Regions from separate parts of the Hordeum vulgare genome. Here region 1 is linked to region 2. A link is a contact called in public Hi-C data. All regions are on one chromosome and are shown on one strand. Each heading gives the region's core, a stretch centred on a gene start, on an enhancer-like site or on the middle of the called end of the contact. The rest is flanking DNA. Distances are from core to core; before and after follow the strand shown. Region 1 holds the start of LOC123447893 (transcriptional corepressor SEUSS-like). Region 2 has its middle 210 kb from the start of LOC123447893.

What was found. Hi-C and Micro-C count contacts between places; a contact is called where the count stands out from the background.
Region 1: a contact with region 2 is called in a Hi-C map of an unstated tissue, with 7 times the contacts expected there. The contact joins the promoter of LOC123447893 here to the enhancer-like site in region 2. A contact is called at or near these places in 5 of 6 Hi-C or Micro-C datasets (leaf, seedling and an unstated tissue).

The regions. Positions count from the first base shown.
Region 1 is chr4H:65,607,747-65,611,910 of MorexV3_pseudomolecules_assembly, forward strand. It overlaps LOC123447893 (transcriptional corepressor SEUSS-like), which reads right to left and starts at 2,246. Exons shown (of 10, transcript XM_045124609.1): 1 at 1,841-2,246; 2 at 185-1,444; 3 at 1-82. The coding sequence starts at 1,306.
Region 2 is chr4H:65,396,318-65,400,746 of MorexV3_pseudomolecules_assembly, forward strand. No RefSeq gene overlaps it. Among protein-coding and RNA genes, the nearest start is that of LOC123447893, 210 kb to the right of the region's middle. Within about 2 kb of position 1,379, at least 3 of the 3 cell types and tissues checked have open chromatin away from gene starts, as enhancers often do. A contact at or near this core is called in leaf and seedling, where this site is marked.

The DNA of each region.
Region 1 (4,164 bases), core at 996-3,495, 210 kb after region 2:
AGAGAGATACACACCACCTCTTTTTAGCAGTTGGAGCAAAATACTCATTGACAAAGTTTCTCCAGTACTCAATATTGTTATCCTGCATCAAAAGGAATGGGTAGATGCCCTAAGTTGTAAGCACATGTCTTCTGCTTGGAACATATGAAGTTACTCATTTGAAACAAACAACAAAATCTTTTACCTGTGGTCTGTTCTGCTGATGATACATGTAATGGGTCAATCTTTTTGCACAGGTACCTGGCTCATAAGGAGCCAGCTTTCCTGGGGTTCTCATGTTTAGACTCTGTTGACGAAGTAATTGCTGCTGATGCTGCTGCTGCTGCTGCTGCTGCTGCTGCTGCTGCTGTTGCTGCTGCTGCTGCTGCTGCTGCTGTTGTAATTGGTTTCTCTGTAAAGGCATGTTCTTTAGAATCTGTTGGTGTTGCTGCTGATGCTGCTGCATATGCAAAAGACGCTGCTGTTGCAAGAGGTTCAGCTGGGCAGCCGCAGCAGCTTGAGGATTCTGCTTCGTGAGTTGCAACAAATGGTTATGGTGCTGTTGTTGTTGCTGCTGCTGCTGCAAGAACGCTGATGGGTCCGAACTCGACTGCTCCATCTTGACTCCTCCCAAACCCCTCAACGCCTGCAACTGCTGCGGCTCAAATTTTACATTTCCAGCATTGCGCATCATCTGGGCTGGGCCGTTCTGGTCAGGCAGTCCTATCTGCTGTTCTAATTTGACTCCACCAATGCTGCCGCCATTCTCCAACTTCACCTTAGCTTGCGACTGTGGCTGCTGTGACGACAACTGCTGCTGGTTGTAAGACATCGGTAGTTGATGCTGTTGCTCCTGCTGGTGCTGCAAATCCTGCGCGTCCATCTGCTGCTGCTGCTGCTGCAGGATATCTGAACCTAGGTGATTGCCCAAACTAACCTGCGAGGAGGATGGGAACGACATGGGATCGGATCCTCCCGTGCCAATAAAATCACCAGCGCCATCAAGCCCCCCTCTCTGCTGAAGGGTATTCATCGGAAGCCCACCGTTTGGCATTTGTCCTGGACTTGGAACAGGGCTCCCGTTTCCAAACGATGACCGGTTGAGCAGGGAGGAGACATTAGAGGTTGCTCCCAGCAAGCCATTTCCCCCGAACTGAGTCCGCGGGGAGACAAGAGATGAGAAGGGGGACTGCGACTGAAGCATGCCGCCACCCCCACCCATTCCCTGTTGGCCACCACTGAGCAGGCTAGAACTTGTCCGGAGAAGTGAGGCACCGCCTACTGGCTGGCCAGGCCCCATTGGGTTCGGCGGCCCTGACGATACCATCGTTGCAGGCAATGGGAGAGCTACCAACTCAGCAGAAACTAGTCCAAGATCGAGAGCGCCACCAGTCACCTGGCCATACTTTCAGCACGGAACGGCCGCAAGATCCGCCAAAATTGAGCAGGAACAAGGCAGCAAACCCTGAAAACAAGCAGAGACTCCAGCTTTAGGACACAGGCATTGGATCTAGAGTGGTATCTCCAGCACAAATCTACTGAACACCAATCCCCACCACCTGAAATCAACTTAGAAACAACACAAACGAGCATCCAAAGCAAACTTGTACTCCTCAAAGCCGCCACGACGAAAGCAAAATATCTGCACCAAATCCAACCCGAAAAAAAAAAAACCGAGCACAGCAGCAGACACGAGCAGAATTAAGCAACCCCGAACTCCCCGACTAGATCGCAGCTTCCGAGCCCAAACACGCAAAATGAGAAAGAAAGGAAAAAAAAAATCAAGGAGCAGCAGCATCAACAGCGACCCCGTCACCGAAAACCCGCCGAGCGAAACACGCCGGAACCCGACGCCACTCACCGCCGCGACCAGCCAGCAAAATCCAGTCCGCCGCGAATCCGGCGATCCAGAGCTCGAGCCGGCGCCAAATCGCGCGGCGAAGGCCCGCAGGGATGCGTCGTCGGCCGCCGGCGCCGCGCACTGCCGCGAGGAGCAGCACTGCCACCGCCGCGCCGGATAAGCTCCGCTCCGGCTAGCTAGGGTTTAGGCCCCCCCGCCGCGCTGCCGGTCGGAGGGAGATAACAGCGGGATAAAAAAAAAATCAGTTCGTTCGTTAAAAAAAATCTTTCCCTCTCGTCCCTGTGTGCGAGCGACGGGATTTGGGTCTGTGGACTGGAGGAGGGAGGGAGGAGGCCAAACGAGGAGGAGGAGGAGGAGGAGGAGGAGAGAGAAAGCGAAACGAAACAGGAGAGAGAGAGGGGGGGGAGGAGGCGGAAGCGGAAAATTCTGAGGCTTTGTCCTTGCGGACGTCAAAATTCCCATTCGATTTGATTAAGATCCGGGGGGCGCGACCTCGAGGATCCTGCGCTCCGGTCGCCGACGGGCGGGGCCGGCGCCGCGCGGGCCCCGCGGGGCGGTGGGAGGGTGGGCGCGTGGGTTCGGTGGGGCGGGGTCTGATTAGGATGGTGTGTTTTCTCTTTCTGTTGGGGTGTTTTGTTTTCTCGGTTTTGGTTGTGGGACTGGGATGATGCGCTGCTGAGGTTAAAAGAAGTCAATGGAGCGCGTGCTCCGTGCCCGTGCCATGGCCAACGGTGTGGCACCCGCCCGGGGATATCCCTCCCCCTCCTCCTCTTGTCACGCACGTTGTGATGAAAACGCAGGTGGGGCTTTAGTAAACTCCGAGTCAGACTGACTTTAGTATACTCTATCTATCTAGGTCCACTTTTTTCTAGTCCATCTATCTAGTAATAGTAATACCAACAGTAAATAAAAGCATATAAACAATGCGGAGGTTTTTAGAGCTGTCATTCATGTAGGAAAAATTATTGATGAAGTTTATGTTTTGTTCGACATTTCGTTGCAGAAAAGATGGATGTCTTGTGTGATGTGTTTCTAAAACCATTCCACTGCAACGTTTGAAATTAATATGAACATTTCGCGCGCCGAAAAGATGCTTTTAGTTGCACCATATGTCTTACATGATGTGTGTTTTCAAAATTAGTAGTGGTTTATATAATGTTTGAAATCAGTACGAACATTTCACATGAGGAAAAATTGCTTTTAGTTGCACCACATGTCTTACGTGATGTGTGTTTCTAGAATTAGCATTAGTTTCTATAACCATCAAAATCAATACAAACATTGCGTCCCCAGAAAAGATTCTTTTACTTGCAACATTTGTCTTTAGGTAACGTGTGTTTTTTAAATTATCGTTAGTTCTTATGACGTCCGGAATTATTACGAATATTTCACACGCGGATAAATGTTATTTAGTTATACAATATGTCTTATGTGGTGTTTGTTTCTTAAATTAGTGTTAGTTCCCACCGCATTCAAATTCATACGAATGTCTCGCATGCATAAAAGATTCTTTTAGTTGCTACATTTGTTATATGTGGAGTGCATTTCGTAAATTAGTATTAGTTTTAGCAATGTTCAAATTAATACAAAAAAATCGCTCGCAGAACAGATGTTTTTAGGTGCTTCATCTGTCTTACGTAGCGTGTGTATTTTAGGTTATTACTAGTTATGATAACATTCAAGATTATTACGAACATTTCGCACACAGAAAATATGCTTTTAATTGCTCCATTTGTCTTGCCCTTGTGTTGTCCACACACGTGGCATCCGTCGGAGCCGCACGATAACCCTTCCCCAGCCCCTACCTCCTTCACCTGAAGTGGTATGTGGTGGCGGGAGCTCACGTTGCTGCTCGTCTTCCCCCTCCCATTGGCTCGCGGAGATATCATCACCTTTACCTTGTTTGTATCGGCACCGACACGCCCTGGCTTCCTTGCGGCTGTGATGCTCCCTCGCACTCGTCATTTGGTTCTCGCCCCCTCGTGGGCCGTTCCAGTGCTCGTCTTGGGCCAACAGGGTCCAGCCTTCTTGCCCATGTGGCGTTATTCTCCAGCACCACCGCCTCCGGGGGCTTCCTCCGGCATTGATGTCGCGTGTCCACGGGCCTGATATTCGGATTTGGCCATGCTGATGGTGGCCATCGCATGTCTGGTGTTCCCTATTGTGCTCTAGCCAACTCCACGTCATGGGGTATATATGGTGGCCTAGCTAGGTGGGTCATAGTTATCTCGTGTAGGCCAGCCCAACTTGCGACAACCCATGATGTGAGCAGACGAAGCCCATGCACAGATATGGAGGTGCCACACTACTAGAAAGACGAAAAT
Region 2 (4,429 bases), core at 129-2,628:
TGAAAATACCGGAAGGGTTCTAGGGTCCATCGGAAGGGGCCCACCTACCTTGGAGGGACCACATGGGCTTAGAGGGGTGCACACCAGCCCCTGGTGGGCTGGGCGACCATCCCCATCTAAGCTCATGCGTTTGGGCTGGTGGAGGGCCAACCCTAGGAATGGCGCCACCCTTGCCTTGGGTGGCAAGCCACCCCCTTGGCCGCTGCCCCACCCCTAGTGGAAACCCTAGGGCGGGCCTCCTCCACCCCTCCCCCTACATATATGAGAGGAGATGGAGGGCAGCCACACACCAAGCCTTTAGCGCATCCCTCCCCCTCTCTCTAGACCGTTTTCTCTTTCGTCTGTGTGTGCGACAACGCTTGGCGAAGTGTTGCTGAGATTGCACCAGTAGCACCGTCACCACGCCGTAGAGCTGCCGTAGAACTCATCTACTACTCCGCCCTCACTCGCTAGATCGAGGAGGCGGAGACATCATCGAACTGTAAGTGTGTTGAACGCGGAGGTGCCGTCCGTTTGACGCTAGATCGGGATGGATCGTGATTGGATCACGGAGACGTACGACTGCATCAATCATGTTTCTTAACGTTTTCGCTTAACGATCTACAAGGATATGTAGATACATTCCCCTCTTGTAGCTATGCATCTTCATATATAGATTTTGGGTGTTCGTATTTTTTTTTCATGCAACATTCCCCAACATCATGTAAGCCCGTGAAACATTCTTACAATGGATGGTTAGGATTAATATGGAGTTGCATAAAATGTTATCATGAACCCATTTTACAATTTATATTGTAAATCATGCGGTTAAAAAATGATAAAACTGACAAACCCTATAAGGAAATTAACTTATATCAACATAAAGCATCTCAATGCCAAACAGCGTAGTAAGAAATATCTTTTTCTTCAAGTGATTAGAAAGTTAGTTGGAAGATGGTAATGTTGGTAATGTTCATGGGCTGACTTAGAAATCAAAATCACGGTGCATGGAGCGCTTTTATTTTTCTGATGAAAAATGTTTTTTTGTTGCGTGTGAAAGATTTTAATTTCACGATTTACTCTGATGGGCATACACATAGTTCGGTGAAATTTTGCCATCTCCCATCAAGCTGCCCTCCACCCTTGGAGTGCAGTGTGCGCAAATATTCTGAGTGTGAATCAGCCACTTAAACAATATAGGCATAGATACCCTAAAAAAACAATATAGGCATAGATCGCATGCTTATCCGCATCCACATGCATTAGAGAAAAAGGTAAAGTACATCCAAAAGTGTTTAAATTATAGCACGTTGAGCCACAAGGAAGAGCGAGTACCACCATCGCCACTTGCCTGTAAAGACAAGCTTTTATTTGTTATGTAGTCGTGGGAAACGTTTGGCCGAGCTTGGCCGGATCCACTGCTTGGACGTGGCCGACGGGTTCGCAGGATAAAACAAACCGAACCAAACCTGGCCATGATAGTATTTCTATTTCTAATCCGTGTCCTTGTATTCTGTCACATGTTACGTAGCCTGGAGCGAACCTCCCAAGCCTAAGTCGATTAGTGTTAAAAAGGAGCTAAGTACTTCCTCCGTAACTAAATATAATTTTTTTAAAGATTTTATTATGAACTACATACAGATGTATATAGACATGTTTTATAGAAAATATATTTACGTATTTTGCTTCGTACGTAGTTCATAATGAAATATCTAAAATATTTTATATTTAAAAACGGAGGAAGTAGATTATTATGGATTAAGCCAGGTAGATTATTATGGATTAAGTCAAGCAAAACCAGGTTTGTAGGATAAAGCTTTGAGGGAACATTTAGGCGTTCACCGGCGGATCCATACTAAACATCCGCCACCCGAATGACCATTCGATGTACGCGCTCGTAGCCGTCCGATCCACCTGCTAGCACGCAGCTCAGTCGTTTCCCGATCAATTATGAAGCAACACATGATCAAACGGCCTTGGAGCCGACACACGGGCACGCGTGGTGAGACGATAGAATGTAATCTTTTCCATAAAGCTTGGGTTTAGTTGGCCACGCAGAAAGGCGTTTTTCCCTCGCTCACCGCTGGCGGTATCATACGTATGGGACGCACGGAAGATGCAACGCACCGGGACGGGTGGATCCCTACGCGCTACCGGTTGCCTTTGCGCGTTTACGGAGGCAACAGCTACGTGCCTTAATTGGATCATCAGTGTTGTCCCGTTCGTTTTGTCCCGTTGCACCGGTCGAGCTGCCACTGATGCGATGGAAGCCTTGGAATCGCTGGGCGCACACCGCGCGGCGGATCTTTTTCAGAAGAAGATAGGTAGCGCGCTTTTGCACGAACCCTTAAAACCGACAGAATACTCGTCCGCGGACGTGGATACAGAAGACGATCATCTTTTTCTTTACGTCTGCAAGCTTGTACTTCATTCGTTTCTAAATATCAGTTTTTTTTAATGTTTCATTAACGGATTACATACGTATGTATATAGACATATTTTAAAGTATAAATTCATTTATTTTGTTTCGTTTGTAGTTTTTAATGAAATTTTTAAAAAGACTTATATTTAGAAACGGAGGAAGTATTACTCAACTCATACTGTCCTTACAATCATCATCAGCTAGCTGTAAAGAGACAATCATCGACATCCAACCATGTAACTCAAGCATTCGGGTATATTTCAACAAAATTTATATAATCTGATATTTTCCATGCAACCCGATTATTTTCATTTAAACTGAACCACATTCATGACATTTTAAACATATTTCATTCAAAAAGCCGACATGATTTCTTTTAACATAGTGAAAGTTTTTTTTTTCAAAAAGTATCACGCCTATTATAAAAGTTCATCGGAACTACAACACATCTTAAATATAATAAAAATTACTTTAAAATTCTGAGACCATCGAACGACCATTATTGTTGTCAGAACGAGCCGCCAATGGGCCAGTGTCATTGCTCCCCTATCTAAGCCCGCTTGACTTCGTCGATGATAGTCGTGAAGTTTGTTGGAATTTAATCTATATGGGTAGGCCCAATAACCATTTTCAGAATTTCTAATAAATCCTAGAGGTCCACTTAGACCATTTGTGCAAGGCAAGAGGGTAAACTAAAGTTTAGTCTCATATTGCTAGTTTGGTAGGAGTTGGATCTCCTTATGAGGGATGATGTTTCCCCACATGTGTATGAGCATGAGAACAAGAGAGACATACACGCGCGCTCCTCCTCTTCCACCGCCCGCCGCGGGAATGAGCCGATGACTAAATTTTTGTCACGCACGACTGGTATACGAAAGGTCGCTCGAGAGCTGAAACGCTTTGCTGTAGTGGAGATTAAATACGAACGATGCACCCTTCACTTGATGTCTCTTTGTTTCGTCTCCCTCCCACTGCTGTTGTTGCAACTCACAACGTGTTCGTGCTCTTCTTGTTTGAGTTCCTGCCGTAACTTCTTTTTCTAGTTTTTGTTTTAGATATGTTCCATTCATACTCATCACTTCAGATGCTACTTGCATACTTTTTATATGATCACATGACTTGTCTTATAATTTCTATGTTAGTCATGATTTATCTACTATTTCTTCTAGTAAAATCACATGGTAAATCATTCATATTTTCAACAATCCAAAAATCTTATTATAGCAATTTACCCCGAGTGGTTTGGCTGCTTCCATGAGGCCTCCTATGTTTGATTGTGTGCACTATAAAAGGTGGCGTGTGAGGGATGTTCTACGGTTTCAAACATGAGCTGCTATGATGCCACTCCTTGGCAAACCTGAAGGAGTTCTTGATCCTCAGTAGGAACAAGCTTTTTACAAAACTGATACCCTGTTTAAGGATGCTCTTTTGAGTGTTCTTGGTGAGAACATAGTTGATGCTTATGCATAAATTGGCACTGGAAACGATATGAGGGACGCACTCGAGGCCAAGTTTGGGGTCTCGGATGCCGGAACTGAGTTGTACATCACGGAACAATTCTATGATTGCAGGATGACTGATGAGTGCTCCGTGGTTGAGCAAGCTCACGAGATACAATCATTTGTTAGAGAACTTGAGCACTTCAATTGTATGTTATCGGATAAGTTTGTTGCCAGAGGTATCATCCCTAAGCTTCCTCCCTCGTGGAGGAACTTTGCTACCTCTGTGAAGCATAAGAGGCATAAGTTTTCCGTTCCGGATCTCATTGGTACTCTTGATATGGAAGAAAATGTGAGAGCAAAAGACATACGTGCTCAAGGTATTGAGGGAGGTTCTAGTGCCAATCTGGTAAAGAAGAAAAACTTGCAGCCCCACAAGTTCAAGAATAAGGGCAAGTTTGATGGTAAGGGATAGTTTGATGGGAGGAACAAGGCTTCGCAGCACACCAACTTCAAGAAGAAGAATGACAAGAAGAAAGGTGTTTGTCATGTCTGCGGAGATCCTGATCATTAGGCACCTAGTTACCCT